Linked DNA regions of Gossypium hirsutum: region 2 is linked to region 1. The links are chromatin contacts, called in public Hi-C maps. All regions are on one chromosome and are shown on one strand. Each heading gives the region's core, a stretch centred on a gene start, on an enhancer-like site or on the middle of the called end of the contact. The rest is flanking DNA. Distances are from core to core; before and after follow the strand shown.

The links. A called contact is a pair of places that touch in the nucleus more often than the background predicts.
Region 2: a contact with region 1 is called in a Hi-C map of leaf, with 3 times the contacts expected there. The contact joins the promoter of LOC107896631 here to the promoter of LOC121208458 in region 1. A contact is called at or near these places in 11 of 34 Hi-C or Micro-C datasets (anther, hypocotyl, leaf and 2 more).

Annotation. Positions count from the first base shown.
Region 1 is chrA10:99,027,848-99,033,806 of Gossypium_hirsutum_v2.1, forward strand. LOC121208458 (protein FAR1-RELATED SEQUENCE 11) reads left to right here and starts at 2,399. Exons shown (of 7, transcript XM_041079114.1): 1 at 2,399-3,289; 2 at 3,584-3,649; 3 at 4,094-5,062; 4 at 5,436-5,709; 5 at 5,788-5,879. The coding sequence starts at 4,397.
Region 2 is chrA10:99,171,891-99,177,849 of Gossypium_hirsutum_v2.1, forward strand. LOC107896631 (two-component response regulator ARR2) reads right to left here and starts at 2,359. Exons shown (of 6, transcript XM_016821833.2): 1 at 1,893-2,359; 2 at 1,489-1,641; 3 at 1,033-1,413; 4 at 549-622; 5 at 1-429. The coding sequence starts at 2,067.

The DNA.
Region 1 (5,959 bases), core at 1,149-3,648:
AAGAAACATCCATCTAAACCTACTATCCTCCTACAACCAGCCCTATAGCCATCTTTGCATGCCTGGAGACAGACATACATCCTTTGAAACAATCTGTTATCCAAATAACAGATTATTGTTGTTCCCTCATTTTAGGTCCTAACCTCCAACAAATACTCATAAATCTTCTCATATTGAGCCTTATGAGCTCCTTCAATTAATTCAAATGCCCTAAGTTTAGCCCTCCTACATTTGGTTAGTGAGACTAAGCAACAAAAATCTCTTTTCACACTTTATTGTAATGATTTCAGAGAATAATCAGGATCAGTAATGAATTTTTCTTTATAATGTTCACCTATCCAAGTTGAGGTTAGATTCCTATTTTTATAGACTTTAGAACAAGTATGGTTAGGTTACATTTTTCACTGCAGACTACCTTTAACCTTTTTAATAATTTTTGGGAAACTTAATAAAATAACTATTCTACCTACCATACTGCTTGGCAGCTTATTTTTGACTGTCTTTACACTTAAATAACATTCCAACTATAAGTCTAGGATTACTCATGTCATTCTCTAAGTTGAACTTAGGCCAATTTTGGCCATCTAAGTCAGATTCATGTGCACTATCTAACCTCCTAGAATAATCACTATCACACAGTTCATCTACTTCTATACCATCCATGTTTAAACCATCTAAATTAACTCTTTCAGATGCATCACTATCACTACCTGACATATCACTACCAGACACATCATTACTAGACATGTTTTCTTCATTCTCATTAAAATTGTCATCAATTAAACCTGCCAAATAAAGTACTCATCAATAAAGGCAGACAACATAGGCAAACACTTTATCCATTTCTATCAGACAATAACCAATCAAAATACCCAATAATTTAATACAAACACTTCTGTTATGCACATGGCAGACAACAACCAATACAAAAATTAATTTAATCAAACACAATCATTTTTCTCATGCACATGGCAGACAATAATAGGCAATAACCAATACAATAAAGAGGTAAATAACAATGGGAGTGATAGTGGCAGATATTCATAATAAAAAATAGGAGCTTGGATACAAACAATGGCATATTTACACAATAAACATCAGTTTGATAATGGCATTCAATAATGGTAGATACAAACAATAAACATCATGCACATGGCATACAATACACATTATATGTCATACACATTAAAAACCAAACCCTAATCTGTCATGCATATTAATAACAAATAAAATCAAAATCGAAATAACCCTAAATCGAAATCCAAATCCAAATCAAAATCAAAATCAAATTCTAATTCTAAATCGAGATCGAAATCGAAATTGTATCAAAATCTAAATTAGAATTAGTGAGTGTTTCAAAATTGTAATAAAAATCAAAATAGAAATCAAAATCAAAATCAAAACCGAAATTAAAATTGAAACCAAAATAACCTTAATTAACCCTAAATCGAAATAACAGCATTGAAATCCAAAAAAAGTTACAACTAAATACAACAACTTACCCGTTAAAGTGGATGTAACAACACTGATAGCTTCTTTTCTATTGCCCATTGTCGCTGACAATCAAAAACACCGAATGGTTTCTGGTTCGTCTTCTTTTCTCCCCAAACAAAATAGATAATCGTACCCTAAACCTTATACCTTGTTACTCGATTATTGAACCGATTTCTAACCCTAAACCCTTCTTAATCGATTCTCAATTCAGTTTAAACCCTAAAAAACCCCAAATCACGATCAAAATTTCCTAAATCGATTTTTCTTTCCCCCTCAAATCTCTTTAATCCTAATCTGTTTCTAACCCTAAAACATTAACTCATAACCCTTCAAAATTTTTCCTAAACCCACCCCAAACCAAGCACCAATCAGCCGTTGCCAACGTGGCAAGTTAACTTGCCACATCAGCTGGTTAACTTGCCACGTTAGCAATCCCGTTAACACCCTAACGGTAACAGTTAATCCGTGACTATTTTGTCACTTTTTTTATAACGTTGGTGACTGTTTTGTAACTTTTTGAAAGTTGAGTGATTGAAATGAAACCTAGGTGACTGTTTTGTCAGCTACCCCAAAGTTGGGACTGTTAGTGTAATTATAATGTTCGTTTGGAATAAAACAATTTCGTATTTTTGGTATAAATAATAAAATATTAATTTTATTTTTATAATAATATTTTTTTGTGAATAAAAAATTTAGTATTTTTCAGAGAAGAGTTTGTGTTGGAAGGTAATGCTGATCTCGCTTGACAAACTCCGTCTACTTGGGTGCCGCTTGACAAATCTTCTCCACCCCTCCAACTCGTATTTAGACAAGTAATATTGGCACCTATGACCCAATGATGGCATGATAATTATAGAAAAAGAAAAATGATGGTGTCAACTTGTAAGGCACTACCAATGATAACTATTGTAAAAATATTATTCTGGTAAATAATGTTACGTGCATACCATTTGAGATAATAAATTTTGTTTTTATTCGGATAAAAACCATAAAAAAAATTAATAATAAGTGATTGTATTATTTGCTTCTGTTTTTTCATTTTCTCGTTTTTCCTTTTTCTTTCCCACTTCCTCGATTCTTTTGTTCTCCTTTCTCTTCTTATCTTTCATTCTTCTTCTCTCTTTAGCAAACCCTAGCTTTCTCTCCCTTGCCGCCACCGCCTGGTTCTCCGGCGGTCTTCTCCAGCTCCATCTGATCCGTCGTTTCTTTCCTCCTTTCATCTCATTTTTTTCCCTTTCCTTTACTTAGCGAGATATTCTTAACTGCCGCCTTCTTTAACCGCCGCCGGTGCCGCCGTTTATGTTGATCGGAGGCCACGAAAAGACCGATTTTCTTCCCCCTTCGCTTCTACTGGTTCCGATATTCCAAAATCGAAACCAAACAAAAACTTTAGGACCCGAAAACCTCTGGAACTTCTCCTGACCTGATCTCCGCCGTTTACCGTTGATCCAGCACGATTCCGAGATATGGGGCTGCTCTCGTAGGTGGCTGACTTTCGACCGTCCGGATCGATGAACGGAGACCCCAAACGGCTCCGATGAATCCTTGGGTGAAACTAGTTTCTTACTTTTTCTTCTTCTGATTTCTCTGCTTATTTTCAGGTTCAAGCTGGGATTTCGTAAAAAAAGAAGTTTTCCTTTGTTTTTTTTTAAATTATGGTGGTTGATTTGCCGAGTTGGGGTTGGATGGTGGTTCACGAGTGGTGTGGTGGAGCGAGTGCAGGGTCCTGCGGACCAGATTATAAAATTTGCAAAACCAGGGGGGCCTTCTTGTAATTTTCCCATTCCCCCTTTTGGTATTTTTTTGTATTTTTGTAATTCAAAATTACAGAAAAATACTTATATATGCCAAACATTAATGAGCCAAAATTATCCAAATTATAAAAAGAGCCCAAATCCACTTTAAGTTCAAATTAAATTCGACAAAATTATGAACAAGCCCAAAATTAAATTTACAAGTCCAATCAATCGAATATTATTTAATTCAAATTTAAAGAGTTCATTTTTGCAAATTTATTAAGCAAGTTACTCAAAATGTAAATAAGCGAGTTCCTTTTTAAATTGTAATGATTTCCCTTTTCTGGGTGTAGGGTCATTTTCCAGAGGGTATCAAATGGCTAAGAAATCAAGCTTGCATTGAGAAATTTAGCTGTCGAGTGAGTTCTTTTTTCTCCAAATTTAAGCTATATTCTGTTTTTTTTATTGTTTTGATCTGGCTTTATTTTATCGAAATATAGTGGAATTTTCAAGTTCCCTTTGATTTGAAATGTTAGTCTACACATTGGGTTAATTGAAGAATTAGTTCTGTTAATGCTAATTTTAAGTGATCACTTATTAGTTATTAATGGATCTTCCGAGGAAATGATAAAAGAAATTAGCTGGCATGAAGAAGAGTATCGAAGGAGAAGATTAGCTAGTTTCTTTACTGCATACAATGTAGTTCTTTGATCTTATTTTTATGTTACGATTGCACTCACTCGCTCTTTTGCTTTCATAGTATTATTTCATATGGCTTCACTGTATTTGCAAATTTTGTTTAACTATTACTTGTTTTTGTTATATTGTGTATAATTGAGATTTTATTTTTCTTTTGTGTAAAGAATGTCATAAGGGACAAGTATGGTGATGGAATCTTCTGAAAATGGCACTGATTTATCTCAAGATGATAATGGAACTATTGTGGAAATGCCCGAAGACACGATATTGTCGCAACAAACTCTGTGAATCTTGTTCCATTTATCGGCCAGAGGTTTGTATCACAGGATGCTGCTTATGAATTTTATTGCAGTTTTGCCAAACAATGTGGTTTCTCGATCAGGCGCCATTGAACCCGAGGGAAAGATGGGATTGGTCGAGGTGTCACGAGAAGGGATTTTACTTGCCATCGAGGCGGATATCCGCAGATGAAGTTATCTGAAGATGGGAAGATGCAGAGGAATCGCAAATCATCGCGTTGCGGTTGTCGAGCATACATGCGCATTGTCAAGTGTGCAGATTTCAATGTTCCTGAATGGCGTGTTACTGCCTTTAGCAACATCCACAACCATGAACTCTTAAAAGCAAATGAAGTATGTCTTCTTCCTGCCTACTGTACCATTACTCCAGATGACAAAGCACGGATTTGCATGTTTGCAAAAGCTGGAATGTCAGTGAGACAAATGTTAAGATTGATGGAGCTAGAGAAAGGAGTTAAGTTAGGCTGTTTACCGTTTACAGAAATAGATGTGAGGAACCTGCTGCAGTCTTTTAGAAATGTCAATCGCGATAATGATCCTATTGATCTTATTGCAATGTGCAAAAAACTAAAAGATGAAAATCCCAACTTTCAATATGATTTCAAATTAGATGGCCATAACAGGCTGGAACATATTGCATGGACTTATGCTTCGTCTGTTCAGTTATACGTGTCATTTGGAGATGCTGTGATTTTCGATACGACGCACCGCCTGGATGCCTATGACATGCTATTAGGTGTATGGGCTGGAGTAGAAAATCATGGAATGACTACTTTTTTTGGATGTGTCCTTTTACGAGATGAAAACATACAATCTTTCTCATGGGGATTGAAGGTAGAAAACCTATAGCCATACATTTTACTCTTAGCGTACTACAGATATGCAATTTACCTTGGCGATGGGGCTCCTGCCTCAGACTTTGCACCCTTTTTTGGGATAATTAACTTCACACACTTCGATTTCTCCTAATTCATTCTAGAGTTTGGGTGCTGTTAAAGTATAGATTATGGGATGTAAATATGCACATGGAGTAATTTAATCTCGAAGTTAAAAACATTAAGGTGAATGGAGTTTTAAAGTGCAATTGATGCATATTTGATTCTTTAAGTTTCTAGTCCTTATGCTCCTCATTTTCCTTTTTGTGTTGTTTTTTTAGTTCTCTGATTGCACGTCTTTCTGATTCTTGATGTTCCCAATATTTATGCAGACATTTTTGGGCTTCATGAAAGGAAAGGCTCCACAAACCCTACTAACTGACCAAAATATGTGGCTGAAAGAGGCAATTGCTATTGAAATGCCTGAAACGAAGCATGCTTTTAGTATTTGCCACATTATCTCAAAGTTCTCTGATTGGTTCTCTGTTTTGCTTGGGTCACGATATGATGACTGGAAATCTGATTTTTATCGGCTTTATGGTCTGGAGCTGTTAGAAGAATTTGAAGAAGAATGGAGAGAAATGATTGATAAATATGGACTCCATGGTAATAAGCACATTATCAGGTTATATGCATTGCGGACATTTTGGGCTTTGCCATTCTTGAGGCCTTACTTATTTGCAGGTTTGACAAGTTTATGTCAATCAGAGACCACTACTACTTTCATCCAACGGATTTTGAGTGCACAGTCCCTACTAGATCGTTTTGTAGAACAAGTTCGCAATTTTTTTTTCCTCCTCCCGTATTTTGTTGATATAGATTTCTTTTACTATGCCAAATCTTATTGAACATTTTT
Region 2 (5,959 bases), core at 1,109-3,608, 140 kb after region 1:
TGCACCATGGGGAGGCACTTGCATATTCATGTTTCCGATTGATTGTGCAGCGTGTCGCAAGCTCACAAGCTGCTTTGGCTCCATGGTTGTTGGAATTCCATGAAGTAAATTTACTTGCTGCTTATTGGTCATATGTTGTTGCTGCCCTTCTCCGAATCTTAACTTGGGGTTTTCAAAGCTAAAGATGTTTCTTTGATCAACAAGGGTGATAGGTATGCCGGATTTAGCAGTTGCACGACCAAGCCCTGCTGCTTGGAGTCTGGCAAGACTTTGTGCAGGAAGTTGACCAGTGGCAGCAAGGGTTTGAAGGTCAAGCCCGCTGAGTGAAGACAGTGACCCAAATGTTGGGTCTTGGGCGCTGATAATAGTACTCAGATTACTCTGGTGCTGTGATACCCCACTCAGCCGTCTAAGATACAAACGATATTTCTGATCACATAATAACATGACGATTATCAGCAAAGGACCAACAAGAATTCTGAGAATTATTTATCAGATGCAAATGCAAGCAAGTGAAAAGATTGTGTATTTAGTTACCATATACAGACCTGAAGGTGACTCGCGACATTTTCTCTGGTAAGGCCAGGAACATTCATCAACTCCAATATTTTTTTCGGAACAGCTTCTATATAAGAAAAGCAAACATAAAAATTCATAAAAATCAACTGACAAGCAGTTGCATTTGAAGTTTATTTCGAACATATTCCCCAACAGTAAGAAAAGAAATTTAAATCAACAGAATTCGATCCAAAAGCATGAGCTTAAACAAACAACAAATCACATAACAACAAAAAGAAACCAATAATTGAAGATCTACTTAGACAAATGCATGCTGACCATGCTAGCATGTTTCTACTTGGATCTTTCAGTTGTTTGCTAAAAACCTCGAACAAGAACAGTGAAAACAACAAGAACATGGCGCATGTTTTCAGAAAATAAAGACATTTTTACTAAAAGTCATATGCTAGTGTAATAAAAAAAGATGTACTTTTCCAGCAAGCAAAATGAAAGAAATGGGTAAAAGATTCGTACTATCAATGCCTAGTTGATTAACCGCTGCAACAAATTGTTGATGGAGCTCGACAGACCACACAACCCTCGGCTTTTTCAGCGTAGAAGTATCATCCCTCTCATCGGTTTCCTCTTCCTCATCTTTCCTCTTTTTTGAGCCTTTCCAGTTCCCTTCATTAGCCGAGGACGAGTAATCAGCATCGTCAGATTGTTTAGGCTGCCGGTCCCCTTCTTCTACACTTCCTGACTGCTCAAACTCCTTCCACTCATTCTTCCTCTTTCGAACCACATGCTGCCATATGTTCTTGAGTGCTTCAATACGAACTGGTTTGATTAAGTAATCGCAAGCACCGTGGGTAACGCCCTTCATAACAACCTTTTTCCCATCATCTGCTGACATCACTGCAGGGAATACAAAGTGGGATTAGGCCAAAAACATAATAAGGGTAATTAAATCCATGTGGAAACATTGCTTACTGATAACAGGGAGGTCCATTTCCAAACCAATATGCTCAAGAAGTTTGAATCCATCCATGTCCGGCATGTGCACATCACTAAGAACAATATCGTACCCATTTTTGTTCTCTCGGAGTTTGGACAATGCCGTCTCCGCTCGATTGCATTTGGTAACTGAGCAAAGCACAAATCCAAAAAACAAATCAAGCCTTTAAAGCTAATGACATACTCGTAATGGAAAATAAGACAATCTCAAACCCAAAGTTGTAAACCCTTACTCTTCACAAATCTAAGAAAACAGAGATCATTTTCCCTTTTGTTTTTCCCACTTTGGACCCACAAAACAAAATCAACATGAGCAAAGAAAGAAAACCTCAAAAATAAAACAAAGAATCAGAAGAAAGAAACATGAGTTTTGATAATACCTTTATAAAGGCAGGCTATTAGCATCTTCTCCAAGATCATTAAACAAGTTGGATCGTCATCAACAACAAGAACTCTTAAACCAGCAGGAAACTGATCACTAATTGTATCTCCTGCTTTCCAAGTGGAAGTTGAACTGCTAATTGACATGGATCCTTTTACACTACTTACATTCATGTCTTACAAAACTGACCCAGAACCAAGAAGATATATATATAGAGAGAGAGAGAGAGAGAGACAATCTTTTTTGCATAAAGATGCTGCCTTTCACATCTTAAACTTTAACTAAACATAAAAAAGATTGATACCCAGGTTGAAAAATTGAAAGAGGTTGAAGTTTAGGATGAAGGAGAGAGTGAGTTTTGGAGTATTAGAAGAGAAATTTTATATAAAGCATTTATGAGATTGAAGTTGAAGACATCTCTAATTGTCTCACCTAGAAGCTCAATTTCTCTGTTTTGTGGATTATTTTATGTTTTGTTTAATAAAGTGGGTCAGTGATATAGGCATGGATCCAGCTCACACATGAAATTAACTAACTCCACATATCCAAATCTACTCAAACAAATTTATTTTTTACACTTCACTCCTTTAATTTTTACTTTATATAAGATTAACTAAAACCAATATCCTCACCAACCAACTTATTTATCTTTCCATTTTCTTTTCTTCTTAATTTTTTTTTTTAAATATGCATGTTAAGGTATAATATATTTTATATTATATGATGATAAGTGTCCTTAAATTATATCTAAAAATATAGAAAAAAATTTATTTATTTCATAATTTTAACTATTATGTTCTTTTAGTTAATTAGAATAAACATTGTTGTTTGAAACAATTTTACATTAAAATTTTCAAATTATTTATTAAGTAATTAATCAATTTAATTTAAGTATTTATTATATGATTATAATTATAGGAAGGAATTAATCTCGATAACCAACATCTTAATTTCAACTAAAATATATATAATTTATACTTGAAATTTTATTTTAAAAAAATTAAATCAAATTAAAAGTAAAGCTGACATCGACTTCCAATATCAATTTGTTTTTATTTCTTTAGAAAATTATCATTCCAACAAACAGTATCAATTCTCTCTAAAAAGTCCAATGCATAAAAATAAATCTGCTGAAAATTTTTATATATTCTTTTTTTTTCACTACTTTTTATCTAAGGTAATTATCCTTTTTTTTTTCTTTAGAAAACTATCATTCCAACAAACAGTATCAATTCTCTCTAAATGTCCTATGGATAAAAATAAATCTCTTCAAAATTCTTTTTTATATATTAAGCATATTTTATTTAGACATAAGCGGTAAAAATTCTTTTAACTTCATATATAAATTAAGATTTTATCATTTATCTTATTTATTTAATTTTAAAATAATTTATAGATATTGGACAAAATTTTAATGTCATTTGTGTACTTAAAAATTTCAACGATTAATTTATCAAATAATAATCCTTTTATTTGCGTTTGATTTAAAGGATTTACATTTTATGAGATTTCTTAAATTATTTAAGAAGAACAAAAGTATTAGTGTCAAATTTAATATACTAATTTCAGAGATTTGATCTAATCACTAACGTCCAATAATATAGCTTTGTATTCGTATTTATTATGAGTAGACATTTTTCCTTTTAGCCAACAATAAATCTCCTAATTTATTTTACTTTTGAGTTTATTTCCGATCAGACTAAAAGTGATATTCAAGTAAAGCCTTTCAACAATATTCACTTTAGAATTTAAAATTAGGTCCAAATAATTACTCTATTATTATGCCAAAAGTCAAAAAAGCCTTGAAGTTTCAATTTTTTCCCCTTGCCGCCACCGCCGGCTGCTGGTTGTTCACCGACCACCGACACAAAACCCATTCTTTCAAAACCTACGGTTGATTTTCCACAAAAACACATACCAATGAATCTTTCCCTTAATAAAACAAACTTTGAGTTGCTTAAGCATGTTTCTTAAAATAGTAAATTTTATGTTGAATTTGTTGTTGTTATTATTAGTACCTTTTAACTTAGACATGAATACAAAAGAATAAAACTAGTCTTTAAAGTTGGGTTATTCATCTGATTCAACATAACATAAAAGTTGAGTGCCCTTTATTTATACTTTGGTATACATTAAATTATATTCCTTATATTTTAATTAACTTGCTAAATTATATAAATGATTAATGTTGAGTTACATACATAATTATCACTAAATAATTCAATTCGAAATTCTTTAAAAAATTCGTACGACATAAAAAATCTCGACACTAACGATCATTATCTAAATAAGAATTTTATATTTTATTATGAAACATAATAAAAAATAGCAAGACAAATAAATATAGAAAACAAAAAAAATAAAAATGAAAATACGTAACGAAATGATGTGGTGATGATTATTTAGTGAGAAAGAAAAAAAAGTCCACAAAGGTTAATTGTTAAATTTTATTTGACAATTTTAAAATATCATTGTAAGTAAACTTCAATTTAACAATTAAAAATAAATATTTGATAAATAAAATTAATTATTAATTTATAAAATATAGGAATAGAATCCACAAGTTGCTTTAAATTTTATTTGGAAAAACTAAAAAAAACCAACAACACTATATTGTTAAGGAATCCACAAATAATTGACGTACGGTTTAATATATATATATATATATATTCACTTATTTTTTTTATACTAATAACAATTTTGTTTTATTTGTTTCGTAATTTTAACAATCCTCTTTTTTTTTTAGTTTAATATAAGTTAATTCACAATTCGCCTATTAAAGTATACTTGTTTTTCCATTTTGATATCTAAATTTTTTTGTCTCGATTTGATACTTAAAGTACACTCAAATTCTCACTTTGGTGCCTAAAATATACCTTCATTATATTTTTTTGTCCATTTTTTGACCAACGTTAAAAAAATTCTTATAGCCAATCACGAAGTGTTACGTGGTGCCTTTATATAAAACAACAATTTTTTTATTAAATGTATATACACATTAAAAAATTTAAAATGAAAATAAATATATAAGAAATTTAGAAATATATATAAGCTAGAAAAACATATAAATTATTAAAAATATGATAATTAAAAAAATTAGTTGAAATTAATAATATTATTACAAAAATTGTAAATTATAAAAAAATGAAATTAAAAAAAGGTTTAATTCTTTTTATAAAATTCTAAAATCTATAATTCTAAAATTCTAAAAAAAATTAAAATTTCAAGTAATTGTTGCAATTACTTGAAATTTAAATACTTTTTTAATTTTTATAATTTTTTTCAACTTTTACATATTATTTTGATTTTTTTAAATTTATAATTATACATTTTAAAATTTTATTATAAATATTTTTAAAATTATATATTATATATGATTTTTTACATTTTTAATCAATATAATATATATAATACTAAAAAAAGGATATATGGCTTGTTGTAATAGCGCCACATGGCCGGTAAAAGTCAAAAGTGTTTTTTAATATTGCCACATGACATATTTCTATTGGCCAAACATATGCCACGTGGTGCTTTTTCATTGGCCAAAGTTGTCTAGTAGTTTTTTTAGCATTTGTTACAAAATAGATCAAAAATAGAGAAAATTGATACTTTAGATTTCAAATTGAGAAAAGAAAATTTAAGTACCAAAGTAAAAAAATAAATATACGGTAGCGATTAAATCATAAATTAAGCCATTGAATAAAAATAAAAATGGTGATTTGAAACAATTTGATACTAAAATTTTCAAAATATTTATTACCTAATTAGTTAATTTTATTTGAAAATTTTAAAATATCATTACAAATAAACTTAATTTAACAACTAAATATAAATGTTTGATGAATTATATTGTTAAGTGGGGAATGGAAAAATAATTGGTGTATAGCTTAAAACAAATATATTCCCTTACTTTTAATACCAATACTAATTTTATTTTATTTGTTTCATAATTTTAACAATCTTAATCAATTTCATACTAAAATTTTCAAATTATCTTTAGCTAATTAGATTTAATTTAAGTGTTTATAATACAATTATAATTATAGTTTATACTTGTAATTTTAT